Regions from separate parts of the Arachis hypogaea genome. Here region 1 is linked to region 2. The links are chromatin contacts, called in public Hi-C maps. All regions are on one chromosome and are shown on one strand. The core of a region is the stretch at or near the end of the contact, and the rest is flanking DNA. Distances in the headings are between cores, read along the strand shown. Region 1 holds the start of LOC112727849 (vacuolar protein-sorting-associated protein 11 homolog). Region 2 holds the start of LOC112727846.

Region 1 (4,387 bases), core at 1,587-4,086, 220 kb after region 2:
TTTAATAAACAGATTTAGCTTTTCAACATCCTTAAGTTTGGTGTAACAGTTCAATAGAAGAGTGGTGTGATCTTTAGAAGCAAGACCCTTCTCATGTAGTTTTTCCAAATAATTTGTCAGGTTGTAGATTCTTTGAGCATCCAAAAACTTCTGTATTACATAAGACGGTTCAAGGTGACCAATAGTATGAATGTATTGAGCCATTGCCTCATCATAGTCTTGCTTGCTATACAGATGATCTCCATATTTTCTTAGCACCTCAGCTGTGGCAGCAGCATCAGCTTGCTGAGTTTGAACAAGATTAATTGCTACCGTATATAGGTTCTTCTTAAATAACATGTCTAACTTGCTTTCCATGTCTTTTTCCCCTATACATAAAGCTGACTTGTCACTCATTATGAGTATGATGTTACCCCATTCATACAGCATGTGAGAAACCTCTTTAACCGACGCACTATGGGCTATTAAACGATTCTTCAGGTCATAAATGTTGAAAGTGTGCTTTCGTGTTCTTTGATCAGCAATGACACACAAAAGGTACCCTCGAAACCATCCTAGCAATTTCTTCTCTCCCTCAAAAGCCCAACATGGACCACGCCCATCAACTTCATAAAAATATACTGCCTCAGGTCGCCCAATCATCAGCTCCTGCCAATATTACAAACATGAAAATATTTAATATTCAGAGATAATATAAACATGAGAATATGCTAAAACTTATTATGAAGGAACAAAGACTGCATACAGAGCGGTCACTCATTGCAACACTGTGTCCATCACATCCAATCTGATCAAGGGTCTGCCTTCTTGGTGGTTGATCATGCAATGAGAACAAGCTCACTGAACTTGGAGTTACAGCAAACAGTTGTAGAGATCGACCATCTACCCTAAATCCAAGACCATTTATGGAGGACAGGGTTTTGTCTGAATAGCTTTCCACCTGAAGCTTGAATCGGCTGATACGTTCCCTTGCAATATCTCCTTTGATGCAGTAAATAGAACCATTGTCTAAGCCAATAGCTATGAGTAGTATAGGAGGCACTTCTTCTAAGACTAAAAAAGAAGTAATCTGCAGTGCAACAAATTTCCCGCATTGTAAGAAACTAAGAATAAGCAACTGAAATAGTCAATATACATTATTTTCAGCTTCTATATTCAGTATGCATAAAAGTCTCATTACCTGTGCCTCAGGAAACTGATTGGTGAATATACGCAATATCCCAACACAATCAGGACTCGTCATGCTTGAACTCTCTGGTTGCATCTTATCAAGGTCAAAAACCTTCAGGCACAAAGGTGATTGCTGGGGAGAAAGTTGTTCATCTTCCCCAATAGTTACTAAGAAGTTGCGTTGCTGGTTAATCAACATACAAAAGAAAACTCCGTTGTTAAATTCAATTCAGAACCCCAGCAATATTCATCAACTACTCATACAAACATTTAATCACAGAAGTCTTTCACCAATCTTGAGGGGGGGAAAATATTACCAACCCTTTAAGTCTTTCATCAATTCGATATTAACACAGTAGACACTAGACAGTACAAAATGTTCAGAAATCCCAACAATGAGAAAATAGCAACCCTTAGCAGCAAGGAGCAAATAGCAATGAGAAAAAAGGAACTCTTGCTAAAGAGTTACATACCTATTTAATCCAAAACAACAATTCCAACATTGAAGCACCTAAGTTTTATTATCTCCCTTATTTTTCCCAGTTTATATACTCCCTCATCTCTCTCAAACCCAACTATTTATCATCAAAAGTTGCTCGATGGTACCATCAACCAGCAATCAAACACAAAATAAACAAAATCTTAATGCAAATAAGTGAATAATTCAAATAAATGCAAGGTGAATTGCATACACATGTTACAGATTAATAATCTCCACACCTAAACAACTATCTCCAATCCAAATAACATTTCTATTTCACGGAGGCATCTACAGAGTGAAATCAATTGATTACCTTGAGCTGTTGAAGAAAGAGGACACTGGAAGCGTGAGGCTTGAAGGCGTAATTGAACTTGAGACCTCGATCAAACAAGCAAACGTTACCATCATCAAAACCAGTCACCACCTTTCCCCTGCCACTGGAACAGCAAGTGATCTTCTTCGTGGCGAGATCATCGTCTTCCTCGCCATCCGGAACCACGCATTTCGCCGCATACTTCTCCTCGAAGAACTCAAACTTCCTCCATTGATACATCGATCCGGCTTCACCAAAATGCTCCCTTCTTCTTTGAATCACTTCCCTTCTTTAGAGAAGGGTACCATCACCATGATTCTATCTACTCTCAGATACCTAGGCTTAGAGGTATAGAATACACGGAATTGCAATTTTTTTTAGAAAAACAGAATAATAATAAAAATCAGAACATATTCAAGATGTAGAACAAATAGCTGAATGAAAAAAATTTGTAATTGGGGATCTAGTGACGTGGAAGGAGAGAAGCGAAGGAAAATTGAATCAAATTTAGAGAAGATGGAGAAGGAAAGGGGCACCAGTGCCTTTCTCGGTCCGTGAATGAGAGTGATCAATTGCGAACAGCGACGGTAGTTGTGAGACTCTCTCTGGCGGCGGCAGCGACGGTGGTGGTGGAGTAAGACGGGCAGTAGAGCGGCACGACGTGATGAGCTGGTAAAGAGATGAGCGGCGGTGGTATGGTGATCCTGAACTTATGTTGTTTCAACTTTCAACGTACGCAACGGACGGACGGAGTAAAAAAATTTGCTACTAATTTAGATTTTAATTTAATTTTTAGTCACCAATATTATGTACCAACAAAAAAAAATATAATAAAACTCTACAAACAAGTGATTTATCTAGCCAACTTCAACTAAATCATCTAGGTACAGGCACTCCTAATGTATATCAGACTTTTAACGAATTAAACCCTAAAATGGTCTTTCAGATTGGCGTCGTACACTAAAATCGTTCCTGAGATTTCAATTGCATCAATTATATCCCTGAAATTGAAAAAAGTGCACCATATTAGTCCCTGACCTATTTTTCATTAGCGATGTGATGACATGGCATGATGATATGGACTGTAAGTGACACATGTCACTTCATGATTTGGCCACGTGTAATGGTATGATGATGTGGTGACCAGTGACACGTGGCATGCTGACGTGGATGGTTGTGCCACGTGTCACAATGTTATTTGACCACGTGTCCATTTGTGCCACGTGTCGCAACCTTATTCGTCCACGTGTCATCCATCATGTCATCGTTGTATATACACCAAATTAGTCCCTCACTTTGCATTAAGTGATTCATTTTAGTCCCTGAAATTGAATGTCGTGCACCAAACTAGTCCATTCACCAGTTTTTTCTCATTTTTTCTATAAATTCAAAATTCTCAATATTTTTGAATGCATTAATTTTAATTCGATTTTTTCACATGTTCTTCAAATAAAAGTGTTTTTATAAAATATTTTTTCTCTTGCGAATACCCTAACCGCCAACTTAGAATTGACGTGAAGGGTTTTCAAGTACCTTCACTACCATCTCCGACCTCTTTCAGTACTTTTATAAAATATTTTTTTTCTTGCGGATACCCCTAATAACCGCCGTCTTGGAGTTGACGTGAAGGCATTTCAAGCTTCTCTCATTACCATCTCCGACCTCTTTCGTCTAGATTGCAGAGGTCAAAGATGGTAGTGAAGGTGCTTGAAGTGCCTTCAATCTAGTTCATTTACACATAACGAAAACGTGTATTTCATAAGAAAAAAATATTTATTTTAATTATTAATTTATTGTTAAAAACACATATTTTTTATGAAAAAAATGTGTCTAATCAATCATATAATTATTTTTTTATAATAACATACTTATATATTATAAAATTTACTAGTGTTAAATTATTAAAAAAATTATATAATTAAAACTAAAAAGTAAAATCTTAAAAAATTTTATGAAAGCACTTGTATTTAAACGATATATGAAAAAATAGAATTGAAATTAGTGTATCCAAGATATTAAAATTTTAAATTAAAAAAAATGAGAAACAATTGGTGAAGGGACTAGTTTGGTGCACGACATTCAATTTCAAGGACTAAAATGAGTCACTTAATGCAAAGTGAGGGACTAATTTAGTGCATATACAACGATGACATAATGGATGACACGTGGATGAATACTGTTGCGACACGTGACACAAACAGACACGTGGCCAAATAACATTGTGACACGTGGCACAACCATCCACGTCAGCATGCCACGTGTCACTGGTCACCACATCATCATACCATTACACGTGGCCAAATCATGAAGTGACACGTGTCACTTACAGTCCACGTCATCATGCCATGTCATCACGTCGTTAATGGAAAATAGGTCAGGGACTAATATGGTGCATTTTTTTCAATCTCAGGGACGTAATTGGT
Region 2 (4,295 bases), core at 1,737-4,236:
GCAATTAATTAGAGGCGTTTAATAAGTAATTCTGCTAACCCATTTTGTGTGTGAACATGAGCTACTGGATGTTCAACACTTATTCCATTAGCCATACAATAAGCATCAAAAGCTTGGGAAGTAAATTCACCAGCATTATCAAGACGAATTGCTTTGATTGGGTTTTTTGGAAATTGTGCTTTTAATCGAATAATTTGAGCCAATAATCTCGCAAACACCAGGTTGCGAGAAGACAATAAGCAGATATGTGACCATCTTGAAGATGCGTCTATCAGGACCATAAAATATCTAAAAGATCCACATGGTGGATGAATAGGTCCACATATATCACCTTGAATCCTTTATAGAAATTTAGGAGATTCAAATTCAATCTTTACTGGTGACTTCCTTAAAATTAACTTCCCTTGAGAACATGTAGCACAACAAAATTCACTAGATTTAAGAATCTTCTGATTCTTTAGTGAATGTCCATGGGAGTTTTCAATAATTCTCCGCATCATGGTTGTTTCCGGATGACCCAATCGGTTGTGCCAAATTATGAATTCATTTAGGTTAGTAAACTTCTGGTTTACAGTGGCATGTGATTCAATTGTACTAATTTTGGTATAATATAACTCTTTTTATTTGAATCATGAATTGTGTACTCATGACTTCCCTCATTCATAGTCTCAATATGATATCTATTTCGGCGAATATCTTTAAAGCTCAACAAATTTCTTAGAGACTTGGTAGACAATAGTGCATTATTTATTATGAATTTTGTTCCTCCGAGAAACAAATTATAACTCTTCCGGAGCCTTCAATCACATTGCCTGGGCCAATAATAGTATTAACATATTCTTCTTTTGGCACAAGATGGGTAAAATATATATCACTTTTGAGAATGGTGTGCGAACTTGCACTATCCGCAAGGCATACATCTTCATTATATATTCTTGTCATTTTCTTCAAAGACAAATAATAATAATAAAATAAGTAGTATGCATAGTTGAATTGAATACTTGATCGAAATTATTTTTTTAAAAAATACTGTACATAAAAATAATGTCATATACTAAAATTTTATTTTAAAACTTGACACATTTAATCATTTCAAAATTCATAAATATTAATATTTTATTATTTATATACATCATATTTGAAACTTAAATACATAGAAAATAAAACTTAACAATAAGTTCTTTACATTATTTATTTACATGGATACTTAACAATCCCACATATTAAACTATTCCATCATTGATCAAATGACCAATATTTCTTTCAGGATCTTCAAAGAAATCAGATACATCATAATGAGTGGTGGAATTTTCAGCATCATTTGAAACAAAATTCGTTCCCTTTTCTTTGTCATTCTTTTTCAAAGATGTTTGATAAAGATCGACTAGGTGCCTTGGTGTACGACAGGTACGCGACCAATGGCCCTTTCCACCACAACGGAAACACTTATCTTCTGTTGATTTCTTTTGTCCAATATTTCTTTCTTTATCCCACTTTTGGTGAGATCCTCTCTTTTGAACATAATTCCTTTTTCTTCCATAATTTTTCTTGTTGCCAAAACCTTGCCATTTACCTCTTTTGGGGTAATGATTTGCCGCATTTACTTCGGAAAATGGGATTGTGCCAGCTGGACGCGCTTCATGATTCCTTAAAAGTAATTCATTGTTGCGTTCAGCAGCAAGAAGGCAAGAAATTAACTCAAAATATTTTTTAAATCTTTTTTCTCGATGCTGCTGCTGCAGGAGTACATTTGAAGTATGAAAGATCGAGAAAGTTTTCTCTAACATATCATTATCAGTTATCTTTTTTCCACATAATCTCATTCGTGAGGTGATTCAAAATATTGCCGAATTATAATCATTTATGGATTTAAAATCCTGTAGACATAAGTGCGTCCATTCATATCGGGCTTGAGAAAATATCACCGTTTTTGGATTATTGTACCTTTCTTCAAGGTCTTTTCACAGATCTGCATGATCTTTTAATGTGAGATATTCATTTTTCAATCCTTCGTCAAGATGATAACAAAGGAAAATTATGGCTTTGATTTTATCCTTCTGAGATACATTATTTTCAGCCTTAATGGTTTCTCCAAAATCCATTAAATCAATATGGATTTCAGCATTCAGTATCCATGATAAATAGTTGTTTCCAGATATATCAAGAGCATTAAATTCAAGATGAGATAACTTCAACATAATGAAAATTTGTTACCTGAGCCTTCCTAAAATTTGATCAGAGTCTCATGCTGATAACGCGTTGTAAAATAAATAACTAAGAAAGATAAATATAAAATAAGAAAGAGAGAAAATATTTATTTTTATTATTACTGAATCTCATACCTCATATATGAACCCCTATTTATATATGTATAAAATTCTTATTTTTAACTTTTATTAAAGTTCAGTTTGGTTTAAAAAAATCAGCCGCCCATGTAACCAATTATCATTCACATCATCTCTTATCACAATAGTTTCCGCCTAATGCAAAAGATAGATAACTACTACATACATTATAAGCTTCATTCTTTAACGTATTACATCAAATCGAGATCCTTCAAAAACCTCTTTTTAAATAATTAATCTTGATAATTTTGAACAATAATTATTTTAATACTTTCTATTTCAATTGTGTTTGTTGCTGAACTAATCATTTAGTTTAAATTTATTTGTTGCTGAAAATAATTATTTAGCTATTTTTTTTACTTAAAATCATCATTTAATTAAATTTACTATCAATTATCATTAAATTTGTTATTGTCTTGCTAAAATAATTACTTAATTAAATTTTTTATTATAAAAAATTATCATAGTTGATTGTTTTTTGTTGCTAAAAAAATTATACTTAATTTTTATTAATATATTATATTTGTGGAGCATTTTAATTTTTTATTTAATTTTATTTTTATAATTTTATATTTTTATTTATTTTGACCGGATCATCAGTAACTCGTCGATTAAACCAGTGACCTGCGACCCGGTTTTATATGATCGGCTCAATGATCAGGTTCTAATAAGTAATAACTATGTCTCTTTCAGTCTCTCTCTCACTCTGTCTGTCAGACACCTTAACCGCCGCCTACTTCTTTCTCCGGTATCACTCCCATTTCTTTACTTCGACTTTAGCTGTGTTAGTTTTCTCTCCACCGTTGCTGTTGCTATGTAATGTCTCTCCGGCGAGGCTGCAACCTGTGACCTCGACACCGATCTGCTCTCCTCTGCTGTTGCGCTCTCTGCTCACCCAGTCGCGGTCACTTCCTCTGTACTCTCTCTCTCGCCGCTGATCAGTTTTCTCCACCGGTCTGCTCTCTTCTAGTTTTGTGTCTCTCTCTCAATATCTTGATTTCTGATTAATTGATATTGAATATTGATGACTTGATATAAGAATATGGATTAGTTTAATTTTTTAAATTTCTATTTTATTAGGTTAGTTCTGGTTTTGCCTCTTTATTAGGTGAATATAAGCTTGATTAAATTCAGCGGGAGCTCTTTAATCTTTGTGATTTCTGTTCTGCCAAATAGAGCCTTACTTTGCTTATGTATGATTAAACCTTGTTACTTTATGAATGAATCAACTAATTAATATTCCGGAGCCTTAATTTTCTTCTTTGTTGCTTGTCATTTGAATTTAATTAAAGATTGGAAGAAAATAGGCCTTAGTTTGGAATTCAAACCATAAAGTCTGGAATTTTGATTCTACAAACCATAACTTCCTGTGGATGAGCTTGAGGTTTTCATGTCTTTTTCATTAGTAAGTACTGACATATACGTTGGAGATTATATCTCGATGAACCTGATGACTTAACATCTGGCCAAATGAAATAGTAAGGCATGTTCAAAGTTGATTCTGCGGACAGATCCTAAGCTTAATTATATAATTTCTAATACTGTGTGCTCGCACTGAATTTGCTATAGTTGGAACTGTAATAATTGGTTCATATGGAGCTCCCTTCTCTGTTAATGTCATAGACACATTTTAGTTCTCCAAGCTAATCCTTAGCACCTCTTTAAGCCTTTAGATAGTAATGTTGTTGGCTTTGGATATTGTTGTGACATTTTTCCTGAGTTATCTTTGTAAAAGTTTCTGACATAATCTTTAAAGTTAGGCGGTTCCTTGCCATTCATGATTTCTGAAAAATAAACAAATAAATAAAGGGAAAAAAAAGAGAACGTAATAATGATGCATATGTAGGGGGAGAAGATTTTCAACAATAGATTGTCCAAATTTCAAACACACTTCTTTGATTCTTTCAATTTACATTTATTCCCTTTGATCTAATAGGTTAATTAACTTAT

Evidence for each region. Hi-C and Micro-C count contacts between places; a contact is called where the count stands out from the background.
Region 1: a Hi-C map of leaf shows a contact between it and region 2, with 2.3 times the contacts expected there. The contact joins the promoter of LOC112727849 here to the promoter of LOC112727846 in region 2. A contact is called at or near these places in 2 of 8 Hi-C or Micro-C datasets (both in leaf).

The regions. Positions count from the first base shown.
Region 1 is chr12:99,664,989-99,669,375 of arahy.Tifrunner.gnm2.J5K5, forward strand. It overlaps LOC112727849 (vacuolar protein-sorting-associated protein 11 homolog), which reads right to left and starts at 2,837. Exons shown (of 6, transcript XM_025777769.3): 1 at 2,501-2,837; 2 at 1,965-2,305; 3 at 1,181-1,354; 4 at 746-1,069; 5 at 1-648. The coding sequence starts at 2,204.
Region 2 is chr12:99,445,103-99,449,397 of arahy.Tifrunner.gnm2.J5K5, forward strand. LOC112727846 reads left to right here and starts at 2,987. Exons shown (of 5, transcript XM_025777764.3): 1 at 2,987-3,299.